2 separate regions of the Pan troglodytes genome follow, and region 1 is linked to region 2. A link is a contact called in public HiChIP or PLAC-seq data. All regions are on one chromosome and are shown on one strand. The core of a region is the stretch at or near the end of the contact, and the rest is flanking DNA. Distances in the headings are between cores, read along the strand shown.

Region 1 (7,506 bases), core at 3,250-5,749, 150 kb before region 2:
TGAGACAGATGCATAACTGACTTTTTCCTCCACTCCCTCTTTTCAAATGTTTATTGTATCTTACATAAAATGTAGATTTACCGAACACTAATGAGAAACTCACAAAAAAGTAACAATTTGCAGCAGGGTGTGCAGTGGCTCATGCCTGTAATCGCAGCACTTTGGGAAGCGAGTGGATCACTTGAGGCCAGGAGTTCAAGACCAGCCTGGCCAACATGGCAAAACCCCATCTTTACTAAAAATACAAAAATTAGCCGGGTGTGGTGGTGCCCACCTGTAATCTCAGCTACTTGGGAGGCTGAGGCAGGAGAATCACTTGAGCCTAGGAGGTGGAGATTGCAGTGAGCCGAGATGGACCCACTGGACTCCAGCCTGGGCAACAGATTGAGACTCTATTTCAAAAAATAAAATAAAATAACCATTTGCTGGACTGGGTGCAGTGGCTCACGCCTGTAATCCCAGCACTTTGGGAGGCCGAGGCAGGCAGATCACGAGGTCAGGAGATTGAGACTATCCTGGCTAACACTGTGAAACCCCGTCTCTACTAAAAATACAAAATATTAGCTGGGCATGGTGGCACGCACCTGTAGTACCAGGTACTTGGGAGGCTGAGGCACAAGAATCGCTTGAACCTGGGAGGCAGAGGTTGCAGTGAGCCGAGATTGCGCCACTGCACTCCAGCCTGCTGACAGAGCGAGACACTGTCTCAAGAAAAACAAAACAAAACAAAACAAAAAACATTTGCCTCACTGCCCCTCCTTCTTCCTTATTTTCCTCTTGCATGCTTTCTTCCCTTAAATACTGAGTTCCTGGCCAGGCACAGTGGCTTATGCTTGTAATCTCAGCACTTTGGGAGGCCGAGGTGGGTGAATCACCTGAAGTCAGGAGGTCAAGACCAGCCTGGTCTCGACCAGTAGAGATGGTGAAACCCCATCTCTATTAAAAATACAAAAATTAGCCAGGCGTGGTGGTGCATGCCTGTAATCCCAGCTACTCGAGAGGCTGAGGGAGGAGAATCACTTGAACCCGGGAGGCGGAGGTTGCAGCGAGCCGAGATCACACCACCACACTCCAGCCTGGGTGACAGAGCAAGACTCTGTCTCATAAAAAAACCCAAAATTCACATCTGGCAAGCCTAGGCTGCTCCACCCCCTCCTTACCCCTAAACCTAAGCAAGTTGCACACACTGCTCCTCCTGCCACCCCTACAAAGAGGGGTACAGACACCTAGAAAGAGCCAGACAGACTCTGGCTCTAGGTGTCTGTATCCCCACCCAAAGTGTAAGCTCCTAGAAAGCAGGTGAAGAACTGTGTTATGACCCTGAACAGCCCCATATGGTGATAGTTGTAATTTACAGGGGAATTATGCAATCTCTCCATTTAGGAGCCTGGATGAAGGAAACTTGAAGGGGCCAGCAACCCTCAATGGAACGGACTTGAGAAATCCTGCAGGAAGAGGGGTCTTCTCGCCAAAGGGATGTTAAAAAGGAATTTATTTTATTCTAGTCCCCAGTGATAAACCAACCAGGTCTGGACAAACTGAGAGGGTTGTCAAAGAAAAGTACCTAATGCCTTGTTTCTATTTGGAAAAACCAGGTCAGAAAAATGTATCTCTTTGGTGAGATGTTGGCTCACTGCAACCTCCACCTCCTGAGTTCAAGTGATTCTTGTGCCTCAGCCTCCCAAGTAGCTGAGATATCAGGCTTGCGCCACCACACCTGGCTAATTTTTGTATTTTTAGTAGAGATGGTTTTCAGCATGTTGGCTAGTCAGTTCTCAGACTCCTGGCCTCAACCGATCCACCTGCTTCGGCCTCCTAAAGTGCTAGGATTACAGGTGTGAGCCACCGTGCCTGGCCAGAAAAATGTCTCTCTTTAAAGAATGCTAGGCAGCTTCCAAGGAGCATAGTGCTTCTCAGCTAGATAGAAGGCTAAAATAAAAACAAGAAGAGAATTATTCTAGGGTTAGTAAAGTTGATCGTTTGCACTGCTCTCTCACACATTAAAGAACTCCTTTGCCTTGTTGTTTCAGGTGCTTTTGAAACATTGTTCAGATAATTATACAGCTCATAAAACAAGAGATTATTGTGGAATTTAAGGATGACTTTGACATTGAATCAGTTGATTGTGCGCATTTTAGAACTAAGTTTGCTAAACGTTTCTTTTTTGTTTGTTTTGTTTTGTTTTGTGTTTGTTATTGTTGTTTTTGAGACAGAGTCTTGCTCTGTCACCCAGGCTGGAGTGCAGTGTTACAATCACAATTCAGTGCAGCCTCAACCTCCTGAACTCAAGTGACTGTCCCATCTCAGCCTCCCAAGTAGCTGGGACTGCAAATGCGTGCCACCACGCCAGGCTAAATTTTGTATTTTTTGTAGAGATAGAGTTTCGCCATATTTGTTTGTCTCAAAACAAACAAGCAAACCAAAAAAATCTCCCCACCCCAAAAACAAAAACGAACAAAAAGCAAGTGCTCCTTTTTGGTATGGGTCAGTGGTTATCTATTCACTTATCAGTCATTAATTTAACAAATATTTGGGAGTGCCTACCAGGCAGCAGGTACATCACTAAACAAAACGAAGTCCTGACCTCATGGAGCTTATACCCTAGTTGTAGGAAACAGACCATAAACATACTTCAGGATACGTATCTATAGAGAGAGATGGAGTATCTCTCTGTCGCTCCCAGGCTGGAGTGCAGTGGTGCGATCTCGGCTCACTGCAACCTCCACCTCCCAGGTTCAAGCCATTCTGCCACCTCAGTCTCCCAAGTAGCTGGGATTACAGGTGCCTGCCACCACTCCCGGCTAATTTTTGTTTTTGTATTTTTAGTAGAGGCGGGGTTTCACCATGTTGGCCAGGCTGGTCTCAAACTCCTGACCTCAGGTGATCTATCTGCCTCGGCCTCCTAAAGTGCTGGGATTACAGGCGTGAAGCACTGCACCCGGCCAACAAATTGAATTTTAAAGATTGAGTTGGCTTTATTAGGGATTCATGAACTGGCAGCACCCAGTCTACAAAACAGAAAGGAAGCCAGGTGTGATGGTGCGTGCCTGTGGTCCCAGCTACTCTGGAAGCTGAGGAGGGAGGATCGCCTGAGTCCAGGAGGTTGAGGCTGTAGTGAGGTAGGATCGCGCCACTGCACTCCAGCCTGGGTGACAGAGTGAGACCCTGTCTCTAAAAAAAAAAAAAAGACTTCATATGTTGAAGAAGGCAGAGGAAAGCATGAACATGATGAGGTGCTTTCCTTCTATTGATGGCTATTGTGATACCTCATTTCTTATCTTCTTAGTTTAAAAGAATTTAAGGCTGGGTGCAGTGGCTCACACCTGTAATCCCAACACTTTGGGAGGCTGAGGTGGGCGGATCCCTTGAGCTCAGGAGTTTGAGACCAGTCTGGGCAACATGGTGAAAACCCTCCGTCTCTACAAAAAAGTAGCCGGGCGTGGTGGCATGCATCTGGGGTTCCAGCTACTTGGGAGGCTGAGGTGGGAGGATCACTTGACCTTGTGAGGTGGAGGTTGCAGTGAGCCGAAATCACAACACTGCACTCCAGCCTGGGTGACAGAGTAAGACCCCCGTCTCAAAAGAAAAAAAAAATTTAAACAAGAAACACACAGGAGGCCGGGCGCGGTGGCCCACACCTGTAACCCCAGCACTTTGGGAGATTGAGGCGGCAGATCATTTGAGGTAAGGAGTTCGAGACAAGCCTGACCAACATGGTGAAACCTTGTCTCTACTAAAAATACACACAAATTAGCCGGGTATGGTATCACACGCCTGTAGTCCCAGCTACTTGGGAGGCTGAGGCACGAGAATCAGCCTGGGTGACAAGAGTGAGACTTCCTCTCAACAACAACAACAACAACAACAAAAAAAAAAAAAAAAAAAAGGAAAAAGAATAAAAGAAACACATGTCAAAGGAAATCCAGCATAGAGTAATTTATTGCAAAAGGAAAATAGTATTTTGAAAGTTAAGTGCAGAGTAGACAGTACACCCTGGGAGAGAGAGAGAGATAGAGAGAGTTAGTTCAGGGAGGGCTGCTCCTAAGGATGAAACAGCAAAGGCTGGCTCTAGAGAGAGCCCCTTTGTAGGGGGTCTTACACGATTATTCATAAGGGGGTGGGAGAAGTGTTACTAGTAAGTATGTTCTGGGTGGTCCTCTAGGTGCACATGCGCAGTGGGTGTACAGGCTTGTTCATACATTGCATGTTTCATTAGCATCTTAAATTTCCACCCAGGGGCGTGTTTTTTACCAAGATAATGAGCAAAGGGTCAGTTTGAGGACAGGTGAAATCAAAATGCGCATGCTCCCTACAGGGGAAAGTCCCTACTGGAGAGCGCTCAGCTTGAATGAGCTCAATTACAATGCGAATGCTGGGGCTTACTGTGTTGACTGCGATCACCACGGTTGCCGCGTCTCCAGGACACGGTCACTTCCTTGACTATCCCCGCCTCGCTTCCACCTGTAGCTTCCTTTTTTTTTTTTTTTTTGATACAGTCTCACTCTGTGGCCAGCCTGGAGTACAGTGGTGCGATGTCGGCTCACTGCAACCTCCGCCTCCTGGGTTCAAGCGATTCTCCTGTCTCAGCCTCCAGAGTAGCTGGGATTACAGGCGTCTGCCACCACGCCCGGGTAATTTTTTTGTATTTTTAGTCGAGACGGGGTTTCGCCATGTTGGCCAGGCTGGTCTCGAACTCCTGACCTCAGGTGATCCGCCCGCCTCGGCCTCCTAAAGTGCTGGGATTACAGGCGTGAGCCTCCGCGCCCGGCCGGTAAGCTTCCTCTTCTCTGCTCTCATCACCTGTACACGGGTTTTTTCCTCACGTCAACTCTGTGATGGACTGGAATGTTTTCTTCAGATGTGGGTAATTTAAAGGGGGCATTTTTACAAGAAACAAAAAAAACTCGGTTTGTTCGGAGGCAAGTTTTAAATCAGGGTTCATTTTTTAATATTGATGAATCCTTCAATAATTGTATGTTTACTGCTGCCCTTCGCGAGCAAGCCTGAGAAGCGCGGGCTCGACATCCCCGCGCGCCCCCGCCGCCCGCCCCCAAGGCCGGCGACGCTGGAGCGCATGTCCTGAGGCCCAGGACCGTGGTCGGCCGCTTTCGCACCTTCGTGGCCAGCAGAGGGCGCAGCCGGCCAGCCCCCGCAGCGAAAGATCCCCGAGTGCCGCGTCAGCGATCGCGCTCCTTGCCCTCGCCGCCTGCCAGCCGCCCTGAGTCAGCAAACCACAGAGAGGCGAGGACCTCCCATTTTCCTAGACAGAACAAGTGGGCGTTGGGGGTACGGGTGAGTGGCAAGAACAACCGACCCGGAAGCGAAACGAGGGGGAACTTCCGTTCTTTGTTCTGTCCCCGGTGTGTGGGTCTGTGACAGGGTCCAACAGGGCCTGGTCCGTGTCTGGTCCCCCAAATCTGTCGTCCCTGCCCCCAGGGTGAGTCCACGCGTCCCCGGGTCTCGCGGTGAGACGGAGGCTGTGGTCGCCGGGGAAGGGGGTGGTGTCTGTGCCACTGCGGCCCGCAGGGTCCCCCGGCCGGCCCGGAGCAGGGTTCGGGGAGGCGCCCCTCCGTCCCCTGCAGCCCGTCCTCTACTCCGCTTCCCCAGGGATCCCCCTAGCCTAGCGGGATCCTGCGTAGGGGTTAGTAATGGGGCTCCGGTTCTGGTTTTGTGACTTTAACGGCGACCCAGCTGGAGCGTTTAAAAGTTTCAGCAGAGCGGTAGGGGCGCCTCTCTCTTGAAAGCAGCTAATGACAGCGACCCTAACTTGGTATTTCTCCCAGACGTTTTTATTTGATGTTAACACAGTTATTCGCGCCCGTGGCAGGAGAGGAAGTTTATTTTTACGCAGCTGGGTCCAAGGATCAGAGAAATTCTGCTAAGCGTACACAGTTAGCACGAGGGCTGGGAGTGGGTGCAGACGCCGATTCCAGGGGTAATCCTGCTGGAGCCCAGTGCATCGAGTGATACACCTGGCTCAGGCTCCGTTTTCAGTTGTATTAGATTCCTGGTTTGATCCTCTCTCCGGAAGTGGGATTGAATCCACATCGGTGTTTACACTCTGAAGGGCTTGTGTAAACTCCAGGAGAAGATAGCAGAGTGATGAACCTGAAACCGATGGGCTAATTAGAGGAACTGAGCGTATTATTTTCTCCAGAAAAGACATCTGTGGAGAGTGGGCATCATTTGATTATACGTGTTTGATGGACAGTCGGGTGGAAGGAGAAGATTCTGTTATTGAAGCTCTTTTTTTTAAAAAAATTAATTTTTATTTATTTTTGAGACTGTCTCTGGAGTGCAGTGGCGCGATCTCCGCCTCCCGGTTCAAGCGCTTCTCCTGCTTCAGCCTCCCGAGTGGTTGGGACTACAGGCGCCCGCCACCACATCCGGCGAATTTTTTTGTATTTTTAGTAGAGACGGGGTTCCGCCCTTTTGGCCAGGCTGGTCTGCAACTCCTGGCCTCAAGTGATCCACCTGCCTTGGCCTCCCAAAGTGTTGGGATTACAGGCGTTAGCCACTGCGCCCGGCCTTTTTTTTTTTTCCCTTTTAAAATGTTTGTGTGTGTATTAAGGTCTTGCTCTGTTGCCCCCGGCTGGAGTGCCGTGGTGCCATCATGGCTCACCATAGCCTGGAACTCCTGGGCTCAAGTAATCCTCCCACCTCAGCCTCCTAAAGTGCTGGGGTTACAGGCGTGAGCCACTGCACGTCGCCAGTCATTGAATTTCTGTGATGCACTAGGTCTCTGTGCGGTGAAGGTCCAAGGAGATAGATTTTCAGCGAATCACCTGAAGACTTCTAATGGCTCAGCTGTGCAATGTGGATCCCCTGCTGAAGTAGTTCGGAGCACAGTGTCTAGCAAGTTAGCTGACAGAACGTTAGAACTTTCTTACCCTGGGTGGAGGTGGACCTGAGAACCTACCATTCCCTTTCATCTCTCCACGGGTGCAACGCAAATACTAGTTGTGGTGGTGGTCTTAATTGGTATTTATTAGCATATAATAAGTATTCTCTTTTTTTTCCTTTTCTCTAAATGTCTTGATTAGAAATGAAGTTTAGGCTGGACTCGGTGGCTCATGCCTGTAATCCCAGCACTTTGGGAGGCTGAGGTGGGAGAATCACTTGAGGCCAGGAGATTGAGACCAGCCTGAGCAACATAGTGAGGCTGCATTTCTACAAAAAGAACTTAAAAAAACTCAGCCAGATGTGGCAGTGCACACCTTTAGTCCCAGCTCCTTGGGAGGCTGAGCTGGGAGGATCACTTGAACTCAGGAGTTTGAGGCTGGAGTGAGCTCAAACTCACTGCACTCCAGCCTGAGCAGCAGAGTCAGACCCTGTCTCATGGAAAAAAAAAGACGTTTGCATGAATATTTTAAATTCCTTTTTTTCCCCTTAATCACACAGCATTGGCATCAACAAAAGTCAGAATTCCCGGGAACTTGAACAGAGGCTGCTAAATTCCCAGTAATTGCTCCTTTGGCCTTCTAGGGACTGACTTCAAAGAAGGAA
Region 2 (7,105 bases), core at 2,221-4,720:
GGTAAGGGGGTAGGAAGCTATCATATAGGGAGGTCCCTTTGGTATGCAGACTTTGGGACAGAAAGCACAGTTTTGTCTGAACCCTCCAGAAGGCCCTGAAAGCATGGGACATAAGCATTGTGTTGGCGATAACAGCTGCAGGTGAAGGCAGGTGAATGACAAGGAAGGGTGCTTAGGGTTAGATATGAGAGCTCCAAATCAAGGGGCCCTGGGCAGGTCCTTTTGTTCTACTGTTGCCCCTCTCTCCTTTCCAAAACCCCAAAGCTCTGTGGTGAGCTCTGGAGACCTCAGCTTTGTTCTGAGAGCCTCTGAGAGGATTTAGGTGTCTCTTCATGGGCCTGGGGTGGGAATGGGAGAGACAGAAAGAAAGGGGACACTAGATACGGCCTGTGGAAATGATTTGAATCCCTGACCCTTGAAATATGTCAGACCCACCCTGTGTGAAATTCCACGTCTGCTGGAAATGTGACGGAAATGTGTTTAGAGGGTGCTGGACCTGCACTTCGAAATAAAACAAGGCTGACAGCAAGACTTGAGAATTTACCTAATGATCATCTAGTCTGATAACTCTCAAGACAGGAAGGACAGAAACCCTCAGAGCCCTGGGGATGCTTCCCATAAATCCAGGGACACCCCCCCTAGACTTACAAGATGGGGCAGGGCTGCAGGTATCCTCACAGATGGGGCTGGTTGAGGGAGGATGCGTGACCAACCTAGATGAACTCAAACTCTGACTCTTAATGGCTCAAAATATAGTGTCTTGCAGTTGGTGAATGATGACATATTTCTCTGGTCAATTGAGACCCTTAGAATTGTCCCTGGGACTCATCTCAACCCATCCTTCTGACTGAGACCACAGGGGAAGTCCAAATTACAGGGAAGATAATTTGGGGAACAAATCCTTGAAGAAGCAGGAAAGATGAGACCCAAGGACACAGATTTGGAAGGCAGAGTAAACTTGGATAACTGTAGGTCCACTTCTTTCTCTACAATGTTAGAAAAGGAAGTAAATATTAAGATAAGAGAAAGTAGTATCTGTGGGGTTTCACATCAGTGTCTCTATTTTCTCTTTGGAGTAAGAGGTTTTCGTGGTGTCTTCGTCTGTTTGGGCTGCTATAACAAAATACCTTAGAGAGGGTAATTCATAAATAAGAGATATTTATTTCTCAAAGTTCTGGAGGCTGAGAAGTCCACGATCCAGGCACCAGCAGATTCAGTGTCTGGCAAGGGCTTGTTCCTCTTAGATGGCACCTCTTGTGTATCCTCACACAGTGGGAAGGGATGGAGGGGCTCCCTGGAGCATCTTTTATAAGAGCACTAATCTCATTCATGAAGGTTCTTTCCTCAAGGCTTAATCACCTCTGGTTTGATACGGTTTGTTTGTTCCCACCAAATCTCATGTTGAAATTTAATCCCTATAGTTTGATGGTGTTGGGAGGTGGGGTCTAGGGGGAGGTGTTTGGGTCCTGGGGGCAGATTCCTCATGAATAACTTGGTGCCATTCTTGTGGCAGTGAGTGGGTTATTGCTTCTGTGAAACTGGATTCATTCTCGAGGGAATGGATTAGTTCCCTCAAGAGTGGGTTGTTGTAAAGCCAGGATGCCCCTTGGGTTTGGTCCCTCTTCCCCTTTGACCTTCCCTGCCATGTTTTGACACAGTATGGAAACCCTCAACAGAAGCTAAGCAGATGTGCAGGCTGCAGAGCTGTAAGTCAAATAAACCTCTTTATAAATCACCCAGCCTCAGGTTCTCCTTTGTGGCAACACAAAATGGACTAAGACACTTGGTAAGGGCTCCACCTCTTAATACTATCACACTGAGTACAGCACTTCCACCTTTCCACCTCTTAATACTATCACACTGAGTACAGCACTTCCACCTTATCTGTGGGAGATATGTTCCAAGACCTCCAGTGGATGCCTGAAATTGTGGATAGTACCAAACTCCATATATACTATGTTTTTTTTCCCATATGTACATCCCTATGATAAAGTTTAATTACAAATTAGCACAGTAAGAGATTAACAACAATAACTACTAAGAAAATAGAACAATTGTGGCTGGGCATGGTGGCTCATGCCTGTAATCCCAGCACTTTGGGAGGCCGAGGCAGGTGGATCACAAGGTCAGGAGATTGAGACCATCCTGGCCAACATAGTGACCCTGTTTCTACTAAAATACAAAAATACTGATAGTTGATCTGATAACCAAAATGGCGATTAAGTCACAAACCAGCAAGGAGCGTCTACAGCGTGGATACCCTGGACAAAGGGATGATTCACATCCTGGGTGGGATGGTGTGAGATTTCATAGTGCTACTCAGAACAGCACACAATTTAAAACATTAATTTTGTATTTCTGGAATTTTCCATTTAATATTTTTGGACCTCTGTTGACTGTGGGTAACTGAAACTGTAGAAAGTGAAATCGCAGATAAGAGGGGGGACTACTGTATTAGGTTCTAGCATATGCATCTTGATCATCATTCAGACCATACCACATGGTCTTCTGAGTGTGAGGGTAACCAGATGAGTGAGAATTTAGGCTAAATGGGGACGGTTTGAAACAGCTGCTGGGCATTGGGGAAGGCAGCTGATTAGGACAAATATAGAGATGGTGAACTTGGGCTTGTAGCATTGTGGTATTTTGGCTGGGGAACAGAGGGATTTCTGAAACTTATCCTTGATCATGGTCGCCTGTCACCATGAGGGAGATAATATGCCCAAGGAACAACGGCAAGTGGGGGTCGAAATCTGAATTTCTATCTAGTCAGTTCTGGCTCTGGCCCCAAATCCTATAGTACGTAATTCTGGTAAATTCTGCTGGGTTACCTTCCAAATGTTCTCTTCTTCCTCAGCTTGTAAGGCCTAAGAGCATCAGACTAAAGCAAGCCTCGATGCTTGCTCTGTTCATTTCATCCATCACATCTAGCCCCATAACCTAACTACCTCTCAACTTTACCACTGTGATGGGAGAAGAGGACATCCAGACACACCTGTGATCATCCAAGGGCATCGAGGCAGAGAAAAGAAGACAGCAAGAGAATGCACATTCCCTCTCAGCATCAGCACTAATTTGCTTAAGATGATGCTGTAGGAGCACCAGGCCTGGCAGCCATCAGCTGGGGAAGCAATACCTCTCAAAGGAAAATTAACGAAACATCCCAGTCTACTCTCTTACGTTCAGCCTTTGGGAAAGAGAGACGGAGGGAAGGAGGGAAAGAGAGAGATGAAGATGTACCCTGGTCTCTCCAACCTGAGAGTTCCTCTCCACTCCAGCAGTACAGAAGGGGAGGGCAGAAGAGAGAGCCACACCACACACACTCACTGTTATTATTTTACATAGATGATTTCATTAAGTAGTAAAGAGGTGCAATCAGAGTCTTGGTATTTAATCAGTCAGATACTTGGAGAGGAATAAAAAAGCTTGCCTTCAGTGATCCTTGGATTAGGAGTGACAAGGTGGACTGGAGCTCCCTCTGAAGGACAGTGAACAACACTGATCTCTTGTCCTCTGCTCCAAAACAGGATGTGTGGCAGGTTCCTGCGGCGGCTGCTGGCGGAGGAGAGCCGGCGCTCCACCCCCGTGGGGCGCCTCTTGCTTCCCGTGCTCCTGGGATTCCGTCTTGTGCTGCTGGCTGCCAGTGGGCCTGGAGTCTATGGTGATGAGCAGAGTGAATTCGTGTGTCACACCCAGCAGCCGGGCTGCAAGGCTGCCTGCTTCGATGCCTTCCACCCCCTCTCCCCGCTGCGTTTCTGGGTCTTCCAGGTCATCTTGGTGGCTGTACCCAGCGCCCTCTATATGGGTTTCACTCTGTATCACGTGATCTGGCACTGGGAATTATCAGGAAAGGGGAAGGAGGAGGAGACCCTGATCCAGGGACGGGAGGGCAACACAGATGTCCCAGGGGCTGGAAGCCTCAGGCTGCTCTGGGCTTATGTGGCTCAGCTGGGGGCTCGGCTTGTCCTGGAGGGGGCAGCCCTGGGGTTGCAGTACCACCTGTATGGGTTCCAGATGCCCAGCTCCTTTGCATGTCGCCGAGAACCTTGCCTTGGTAGTATAACCTGCAATCTGTCCCGCCCCTCTGAGAAGACCATTTTCCTAAAGACCATGTTTGGAGTCAGCGGTTTCTGTCTCTTGTTTACCTTTTTGGAGCTTGTGCTTCTGGGTTTGGGGAGATGGTGGAGGACCTGGAAGCACAAATCTTCCTCTTCTAAATACTTCCCAACTTCAGAGAGCACCAGAAGACACAAGAAAGCAACCGATAGCCTCCCAGTGGTGGAAACCAAAGAGCAATTTCAAGAAGCAGGTGAGAAGGACACGCTCTCTTCCTGTCACTGATGTCTGTGTCCTGATGATCTCCTCCCGGGGCAGGTCCCTCACCTTTCTGGGAAGTACAACTTCTGCATGTTACAAAGTAGGTAACCGGGTTCTAGGCAGATGTGTTCTGACCGCCACTCCCAACCCTTTTCTTTGTTCTCTCTTGCTCTCAAAATCTATCCCAATGTCCATCCCCATCAACTTGGTGGTTCCTTCCAGCGAACAAGGACAAGAGTGCTAGTCCGTTGTCCCTCCTGAACTTCCATTTAGGTCTCTCTCCACTTAGGAAAAATCTCAGCTTCTTCTTGATTCTCTACTTTGCAGAGTTATAAAGACACCTGACTTGCCTGAAGGAAACCCTGTGATTGAATCTTCTTTCCCACATCCAGTGAGTGGGGATTCATGTCTGTGACAAATTAGAGGCTGTTGAAGGATCTCTAAGGGCCCCTTGGGCCATGTAGTCTAAAGCATTTCCTGACTGTGCCTTTTCACTGGAATTTTCTGGTGTCAGCATCACAATTTTTATGGGCTTGGTTCAAGAGTCAGCCGGGAGAAGCCTCCCTAAACTGTGTCTCTCCCCTGTCCTGCTCAATAAATATTGATGACTGCTGTTGGCATTCCTGTTGCTGAAGATAATGCCCCTTCCTGTCTCAGTGGCTTCATTTACCTCTTTTCTGTTTTTCCACATTCTCTGCTCCCCTTATCATCAAAGTTTTGTAAACGAATGCCCCTCAGACCTGCAGCACATGTCATAAGCCAGAAACTCTGGGCTTCAAGCATATATAAGTCAGTGTCCTCTAATATCTATAGATTTATTCAAATACCCGGCCATATCCTTAAGGAAAATTACTGTGAATTCAGGGGCTTAGGCCCCCTTGATCACTGATAGCTCTGATTTCTGCTCAATTCTCATTCTTCATTTCTGCAGTTCTCGTTGCAGCTTGTTACAATTGTCTCCAGAACTGCAGCAACTCATGCTGGACCAAGTTCCTACTCTTTAAGTTCATAACCCTCAATACCACACAGAAAAGGCAGTAGAGTTCTACTGCTGATTTGCTGATTTGGGAGTCACAGCAAGGGAGGCTGACATCACAGTGTGATTCGGCGGATAACTGCAATCTGAATATCAGTCTTCTCGAGTCTCTTAGTCATTTCTGTTGGACAGTGTTGTTCTATCCCTTTTTTTTTTTTTAACAGAACGCTGCCCCCTTTTCTTAGTTTTCTCTTGCCCTGAAATTCTCAACAAAGGCAGTTATCTATTTTTTTTTCTCTTTCTGAATCCCAAATTATCCCCAAGTAAGTTAGGGGATCCCAAGGGATGCTTTGGCAATAGCTAGGAAAAATTTTTTTTCTTCCTGCTACACAAGTGCTTCATAAGAATCCCTCATCCACTGTAGCCAGAGCCCAGCCAAAGTGACCAAGGAAAAACGCAAATAGCATCATTTGGAATTCTTCCTTATACCACCCCCTTTTAAAACAGCTTTATTGAGATATAATTCATACACCATATAATTTATCCACTTAAAGTGAGGCAGGAGAATAGGTTCTGGAGGAAGGGAACCTAAGGCTGTTTCACGCCAACTTCCTAGGACTAAATTGAAAGGAAAACTCTAACTTTCCTTGCCTAAGTAACACAAGGACCAGAGGCTACTCCCTTTGCAACACCCCCACCTTTTCTGTGCAGCAGATGGGAAATTGCCTGTCCCCAACAAATCAGGCTGTTTGCAGATGAGTTTTCCTTTGCAACTTCGTAACTTCTCCCTAGCCTCTGATTGGTTGCTTTCTGCAAAGCATGAACTGGCCAAAGGGAAACTTCTAGTGGGTATTGGGACCCAAGAAGATTGTGTATCCGGGCCCTTGAACCACTGCTCGGATTGCTTCCACACTGTGGCGTGTACTTTGGTTTTCAATAAATCCCTGCTTTCGTTCTTTTGTTGCTTCATCCTTTCTTTGCTTTGCTAGGAATTTTGTCCAATTCCTTGTTCAAAACGCCAAGAACCTGGACAACTTGCAGTCATTATCCTCTACCAGTGACAAAAGTATACAATTAAATAGCCTTTAGTATATTCAGAGTTGTATATCCATCAACACTACCAATTTAATAACATTTTCATCAACTTAAAAAAACCCTACCCCCTCATGTTACTCTCAAACTCTTATTAGCACCCAAAACATGCAACCATCATATGGTTTTGTCTCTATTGGTTTTCCTACTCTTTCATACAAATGGAATCATGCAATATGTGGTCTTTCATGTCTGGCTTCTTTCACTGAGCATAACTTGAGGTTCATTCATGTTGTGGCATGTTTCAGTATTACATTCCTTTATATGGTTGAGTGTTATTCCACTGTTGGGATATACCACATTTTGTTTAAGGAGATACCACATTTTGTTTATACATTCTTCAGTTTCAGGACATTTGGGTTGTTTCCATTTTTTGGCTCTTATGACCACTGTTGCTATGAACATATGTGTACCACTTTTTTTTTTTTTTTGGGATGGAGTCTCACTCTGTCACCCAGACTGGAGTGCAGTGGTGTGATCTTGGCTTATTGCAACCTCCACTTCCTGGGTTCAAGTGATTCTCCTGCTTCAGCGTCCTGAGTACCTGGGACTACAGGTGCGCACCACCACACCCAGCTAATTTTTGTATTTTTTGTAGAGACAGGGTTTTGCCATGTTGGCCAGGCTGGTCTCAAACTCCTGACCTCAGGTTATCTGCCTGCCTCAGCTTCCCAAAGTGCTGGAACAACAGTCCTGAGCCACCACACCTGGCCCCAGTTT

Evidence for each region. HiChIP or PLAC-seq counts read pairs in DNA pulled down with a chosen protein or histone mark.
Region 1: a contact with region 2 is called in an H3K4me3 HiChIP or PLAC-seq map of stem cell-derived excitatory neurons, with 2.4 times the contacts expected there. The contact joins the promoter of ZNF3 here to the promoter of GJC3 in region 2. A contact is called at or near these places in 1 of 7 Hi-C or Micro-C datasets (blood) and 1 of 1 datasets of contacts at active chromatin or transcription factors (stem cell-derived excitatory neurons).

The regions. Positions count from the first base shown.
Region 1 is chr6:109,545,972-109,553,477 of NHGRI_mPanTro3-v2.0_pri, reverse strand. It overlaps ZNF3 (zinc finger protein 3), which reads left to right and starts at 4,499. Exons shown (of 6, transcript XM_063814806.1): 1 at 4,499-4,771; 2 at 7,402-7,506.
Region 2 is chr6:109,390,740-109,397,844 of NHGRI_mPanTro3-v2.0_pri, reverse strand. It overlaps GJC3 (gap junction protein gamma 3), which reads left to right and starts at 3,470. Exons shown (of 2, transcript XM_001143440.7): 1 at 3,470-4,309. The coding sequence starts at 3,529.